2 separate regions of the Pan troglodytes genome follow, and region 1 is linked to region 2. The links are chromatin contacts, called in public Hi-C maps. All regions are on one chromosome and are shown on one strand. The core of a region is the stretch at or near the end of the contact, and the rest is flanking DNA. Distances in the headings are between cores, read along the strand shown.

Evidence for each region. Hi-C and Micro-C count contacts between places; a contact is called where the count stands out from the background.
Region 1: a Hi-C map of induced pluripotent stem cells shows a contact between it and region 2, with 1.9 times the contacts expected there. The contact joins the enhancer-like site here to the promoter of CT62 in region 2. A contact is called at or near these places in 1 of 7 Hi-C or Micro-C datasets (induced pluripotent stem cells) and 1 of 1 datasets of contacts at active chromatin or transcription factors (stem cell-derived excitatory neurons).

The regions. Positions count from the first base shown.
Region 1 is chr16:63,335,621-63,338,963 of NHGRI_mPanTro3-v2.0_pri, reverse strand. All of the region lies in intron 6 of THSD4 (thrombospondin type 1 domain containing 4), which reads right to left. Among named protein-coding and RNA genes, the nearest start is that of CT62, 220 kb to the right of the region's middle. Within about 2 kb of position 1,578, at least 1 of the 24 cell types and tissues checked has an H3K27ac peak or open chromatin away from gene starts, as enhancers often do. A contact at or near this core is called in induced pluripotent stem cells, where this site is marked.
Region 2 is chr16:63,113,397-63,116,591 of NHGRI_mPanTro3-v2.0_pri, reverse strand. CT62 (cancer/testis associated 62) reads left to right here and starts at 1,310. Exons shown (of 4, transcript NM_001252009.3): 1 at 1,310-1,681; 2 at 3,053-3,181. THSD4 (thrombospondin type 1 domain containing 4) reads right to left here and starts at 1,339. Exons shown (of 18, transcript XM_009429466.5): 1 at 1,115-1,339.

The sequences.
Region 1 (3,343 bases), core at 329-2,828, 220 kb before region 2:
GCCTGCTTTTATCCCATAAACACTGGTCACTCAGGCACCTGTTTCTATAGAAACAGAGGTGACCTTTAGGACAGACAGGTCTTCACTGACAGCCCCAGAACTCCAACTCTGGTTTCCAGACAATGGCCAGACCCTGACCTCAGTTCTGGCTACATTAAACTGGAGATTTCAGTCTTTCATAGGTCCACTCGGTTGGGTAGAGTTGGAAGGTCTTTTCTCCCTTGGCCCATTTCCCCCTTCTCTTACCTCCCACCAAGTGTCTGTTGCTGCAAGAGGCCAGTTAAGGGTATCTTTTCCTTCTAATAATCTCAGTGTTCAGGCACAGATTAACCAAGCCCAAACAACAGAACTAACTCAAAAACAAAAGCTAAGCTCCAGCCCTGATGCAGTGAATACGCGTGTTTGTAACTCCTCTGTCAACTACCTCCTAACCTCCTGCCTGTGTCTAAAGACACCATAAAAGGAGAAATCAGAGCCGAAAGAACCTCACTGCAGAGTAGACCAGTGTATTAATTAATAACAGTTCACATACTCTCGGCATTACCTCATGGCCCAATTCTAGGATCCACGCGCGAGTATGAACTGGAGCAATGTGAACCTCCCTGATATCTATAAGTGTTCAGACTCCGGTCCAAAGAGTGTTTATCACGCTACATGAAGCAGACCCCTTGCTTTCAGATCTTCCTGTCCTACTGCTGAGTGTTCGGAAAGAAGCTCAGAGTGGGCCGGGGGGTGGGGGTGCCTAAGCCATCACCTGGAGAATCCTCCCATTTCATGGGATACCAAGACTGTAGGATTGGCTCAAGGTCACACACCTAATTAGGGAAACTCCAGGATTCAAAGCTCAAACTTCTGATTCTTCAGTGTTTGAAACCATATTTTGAACCCAGTTCTTAGAGAGAAATAAGCAGATAAGATTTTGGGGCATTGCTGGGCGAACAGTTTAATGATAGAACAGGGAAGAAAAATATGAGCACTACTCTTTTCTAGGTACAACTAGGCATTTTACATACATTTTTCCAGTTAATCCTCATAATCCTTCCAGGAACTTATCAGCTCCACCAGTTTACACAGGGAAGGGGCTGAGGCTGGAAGGACCAGAAAGTTGCCCACAGTCATTAGTAAATGAGAGCCCCATTTGATCTTCAAATTGCCCATTTCTGCCTACATCACATTGCATGCAGAAATCACTTTCCTAACCTTTACTCAAGCCTGCTGGGAACGTCTCCTGTGGGCTCAGCCTCTACTAGGTTCACCTGGGGTATGCAAAGGCCCTCCTCATGTGTTCAGGCAGAGCCTCATCTTTCAGACTGGCTGAGGGGCCCTCTCTCCCAGGGCCCAAGTTCTTGAGAACCTCCCAGAGCCCAGTAAGAATTTGCATAATGAATGACCTGCGGGCCAGAATGTCCAAGCCTCTCTCACCCCATCCCTGATTGGGAAACCTTTTAGCTATTTATCAGGCCAGACCTGTTTATCCAGTTTCCATTTAGGACAACTTTTCACATGTTAACTAGCTGATCCTTGTTAAGCTAGGGTTTGGCTCACAAGGCAAGTATTTGTGGTTTTTCTCCTGGGCTGAAACACTGAGTAAGGAGCATCAAGCCCTCCAGGGGCAGGTTTCCTCCCACTGCCTCAGGCTCTGCCCACTTTTCACTCCTGGCTCCCACAGGGGCATTGGGCCTGGCTCTACCCTGGGTCCCCCTGGACTGGAATGCAATCACATGCTGTGTGTCCAGGTGGGGCCACTATAGACCCTACCACTGGCCTGGCTGCTGCAGCCACTACCACCCCTTACAGTTATTGGGTTGGAAAATGACCACTTCATGTTTTCAGTGTTGTACCCAACTAAGGCACATCCACATGCACAGACTTCCTCTGCCTAGCCCAGGACCAAGGCGGTCACTACATCATTACAGTCCTTCTCTTTCCTCCTTGCCTCCCACTTCTCTCCAAAACAAAGCACATGCATGCATGCACACACTCCCTCTCCCCCCTCTCTCTCTGATTTAGCCCAAGGATTGGAAGGCCCTCAAGTAAACTGTGCCTTGCAAAAACTGCCCTTTGCCATCCTAAGGCATGTACTAAAATGTGATCAAAGTTACCTTCAGTTCACATGAAGGAACAGCATTTTCCACCGGTGAAAGTGTGAAAGTCTAGCTCATTTTAACAGGTTTGACAGGTTTGTATGTCATTCTTAGACTCTCTCCTACTTCTTACAGAAAAATCAGATTGGGGTTAAATCCATTTACTGCTTCAGACACTGTATCCAAATTGCCAAATAAGGGAAAATAAGTTATAAATTAAAATGATACTTTAAGGAACAGAAATGATAAATTTTTAGATTTGGGTTTGGAAAGCACCTCTGACAGAAATATAACACTTTATGTCTCTTAAAAAGTCTAATTCAGTGATTTGAACATGTGGTACTTCAAAACAAACTCAGATATGGTTCCACGTGGAATATAGTTCATGACCAGCGATAACTCCAAACATTCTGGATACTGATCTTCAACTTTAAGAAAAACAATCACACTCAAATTACTTTTTTCCCTTAACAGTTAAAATGATAAAGTATAAAATTCCTTGCTTTAAATATTGCTAATTAGAAATTTTAACTTTTCTATAACTTGAATTTGAATCTCTTCTGTTTAAATGACAACTGAATTTCAGATTTAACAAAATATTATGAACTCATAATAAAGGGTATTAATGTATTTGTTATCTACCACTTCCTTCCCTGTATCTTTGGGCCCTCACCACTCAGACCAAGGTTGTAACATTTTTATTCTAGAAGTTAAAAAACACTGCCCTAAATCCCTTGATTAAAAACATTCTAGAAGCTTGAGCATTTTGTGGGGAGAGGGAGACAGTGTGTGAACATGCCTCACATGTGCTGGCTGAGCAGGGGATGGCCTCCATCACTTTATTTCCTCTTCCTAATGGATTGCAATGCGAAAGGCCATCCACCGAGGTGATCTCTCCCCAATGATTGAGATTTTTTTTTTCATTGACTGTGTTCTGCTGCAGTCCAGCCCCTCAGGTTTGGCCTTCCACATCATTCCCCCACAACCCACCCCCATGCCCTTCTACGAGAAGGATGACCTCAAGTGCGAAATAATCTCCAGCATCTGTTTGGGGCTTTGATTTTGTGGGTTTATTTTACACATCCTAATTCTGCAGGAAACTCCCTGCAGATGTGGAGGAGCCCTCAGTTACTGACCCCTTGTTAAAAGAAACAGCCAGAAACCAGAAACATGACCAGGAAGATAAACAGCTGTTGAGGTCTCAGCTGCTCTCCAGAGTGGCATCATCTTCGGAAATAAGCCTTGCATTCATCTTCACC
Region 2 (3,195 bases), core at 61-2,560:
CAAGTAGAAGACACGCAGATTTTAAAAGCTGTGTGATCCTTGAAAAATCTTCAGACTGTTATGGGTCCTGGGTGCCTCCAACTGTGAAAGGAGGGTTGGACAAGGCGGTTCCTTAGATCTCTCTCGGGTATCTATTTCTCTAATTCCAAATTCCAACAGGCATCCAATGACTGCTACCCACGTCCAAGCTTTAGACCCATAGCCCGAAAAGGGCGAAGCGCAGCGTGGTAGAGATCGCAAAGGAGACAGGAAGAGAAGCAAAGCATGCATTTTTAGTAAGACGGCAAAGGAGGCTGGGAGGTACGGTGCTGGGTGCGGACTGCTTAAAAAACTTATTAGACCACAAATTCCAGATACTTAGGTGGGCCCGAGAACGCCCTAAAATCCCCTTCCCAAGTCAGGGCTGATGTTATTTCAAAGAAAAAGAAAACTTAACTTCCAGATCTGTAGAGCTCCAAGGTGAGCTCGCTGTGCAAAAGCTACTTCTGTAAGTGCGCCAAGGGGCCGCAGGTACTTAGGCTGCACTTGAGGAAGTGTCCAGAGTTGGCGGAAACAACCCATCCACTCGGGCTCCAGGCGCTCGCTGGGTTGCAGCAACTAAACTGAGACAGACAGACACACAGATCCGAGGCCCCAGGCCAGGACTCAAGGAGCGCTGACCGAGACTTGCCCGGCTCTCGGGCCCCAGGCGGGAGGGAGGCGAGGCTGAGGTGGGGGGCGCACGGGCTGGGTGTGCACTCGCCGGTCCCCTCCGACCCAACCCGGGGAGCACGGGGCCCCGACCCGGGGACGACTGAGGTGGATTGTCCCTAGAGTTTAAGACTGTCCCTAGAGTCGAGGGTGGAGGGATGAGCGCCGGCGCCAGCACAGAGCAAGACTCCCAGCAAGGAAGAGAACCAGAGAAGGAGGCGCAGCCGTCCGCACGGAACAGGCGCGCGCTGGCTCCCCGAGCCCGGAGCGGCGCAGCCCGCGGCGCCCCGGACACACCCACTGGGTAGCCCGCGCCAGCCCGCCCCGCCGGCCAGAGAGCGGGAGCCGGAGCCTGGGCAGCGGAAGCCGGGTCGGGGCCGCGCGGGCGGCGCGCAGGGGACGCGGGGCGCGCGGCTCTGCTCACCTGGCGGTCCGCGTCCCGGAGCGACCGGCGGCCGCCTCGCCTCGCCTCGCCCCCGCGTGGTTCCCGGCGCCGGGCAGCCCCGAGCGCCGCCGCATGGACGGCCGCCGCCGCCCAGCCGCCCCGCGCCCGCCCTGCACGGGTTTCCGCTGTGCCCCGATTCCGCGTCGGGCTGCGCGGGCGGCCAGCGGTTCAGGCGCGAGCGGAGAGCTCTGGCTCAGAGTTTGCGATCCGAGAGCGGGATCCGCGCTCCCTCGGTCCTTCCTCCCTCCCCTCTTGCGGCCTCCCGCTGTCATCTGGAGCCGCTCCTGCCGCCCCCTGGCGGCGACCGCGGGAAGGGCCGGCCCCCATCCGCACCCCCGACCCCCGAGGTCAACAACAGGATGGTCCCTGGGTCCCAGGGGAAGAGACATCACCCAGTAGGAGGGAGCACGGTCTAGACAGAGGCCACGAGGGCGGGAGGGGGCGAGAGTGGAGAGTGGCCCAGCTGGCCAGGGTCGTCTAAGTGAGAGGAAAAGGGAGAGGGCGGTTGAGACCAGGCCCTGAATTCCGCGTTCATCTTATCCTGAGGTCTGTGGGGACCTGTTGAAGGACTGGGGCAGGGGACGGACGCGGGCATCCTTCCATGTGGAACAGCCATTCCGGCAGCATCAGGATGGGGCGGAGGCAAAGCGGGGAGTGGGCGAGGCAAGTGGTGCTGTAAACCTGTGCGAGAAGGGGGCGGTGACTCTAAGGGCAGGAAGGAGCCCTGGTCACACACACACTCCCACGCAACGTAGGACGCGCTGGGCTCCTTCTGAGGCCAAGGGGAAAGGACAAGAGCCCTCCAAATTCCAACTGGGGTTAGACAGCATGGGGAGGAGACACACACACCCTGACAGCCAGAGCCGTTCGGGATTCTTTCTTGTCTTATTCAGAGTAATATTTTGTTGGGGAAAAAAAAGCCTGCTGCAAAAAAATAATAATTATTATTATTATCATTAATAATGATAAAAATCAAACTTTGATCCCTTCGTTTTACGAATTGGGAAATTATTGCCCCCAAAAGGGCATGACCAAAGTGACGCGCTTAGTTAATGGAGGGAAAATTACTAGGGCCCAGTTTCTTGAGTCCTAATTCAGAGCCAAATTCTTTACATTCGAGCCAAGGTGTTCAGAGCTGGGAAGGCAGGAAATAGAGTGACTGTGAGGAACTGTCTCGTTTTTCCCCAGAGCAGGGAGGGGGTGACAAATATTTGAAGAGGCTGTCCAGATACAGGCGTTTCCCTAAATTTCAGTCAGCCTGTTTGTTTATCGCTGCCTCTAAAGCTTGCCTGCAGGGGTTGTTTTGAAAGTGCAGGTGTACCGAGAGGACAATGAAGGAGGTGGCAGAATGCAAGCTCCCTGCCCCAGAGCCAGGCAGCACCAGGGCTGGGTGCAGAGCGCTTCGTGGGAGCAGAAGGGAGCTCCCAGGGAAGATTGTCCTCCAGAAAAAAAAAAAAATTAACAAAAGGGAAAGTGGCTACTCAAGAGATTAGGCCAAAGAAAGAAACACCATTTTGAGCGCCGACTACTGGCCCAGAGCCTGGCAGAGCCAGTTCTGACTGATTCAAGAGCTGGTTCCAATGGGATGAAATAATTCCACACTTGATCAAACAGATTTTGATGGGAGGCACCTGGTGTAAATGGGATTAGATTAATTCTGAGTGTCACGAATCTCATGGGTCCAAATTAAGTCGATCTAACAGCTCTAGTAAATACTGGCCAGTTTAAACCATTTAGAACTGATTAAAAAAAAAAAACCTGCGCAACTTTAGAATGTACTTAATGTCACTGAATTATACACTTAAAAATGGTTAAAATGGAAATTTTTATGTTATGTACATTTTACCATAATTTTAAAAAAGCAAAACTAATAAGATTTGTTCAAACAAGATTGATTTATTCATTCATTTGAGACAGGTATTTAGTGCCGAGTGTGGCCTTGGTGCTAGGATTCAAAGAGGAAAGGAAGAAAACTTTCCATTCTAAAAGAAACTCTACGTATGGCGAAGAAGATGAAATATAGTCAGAAAACCATACCAGTAGGTGGTAGGTAAATGCAG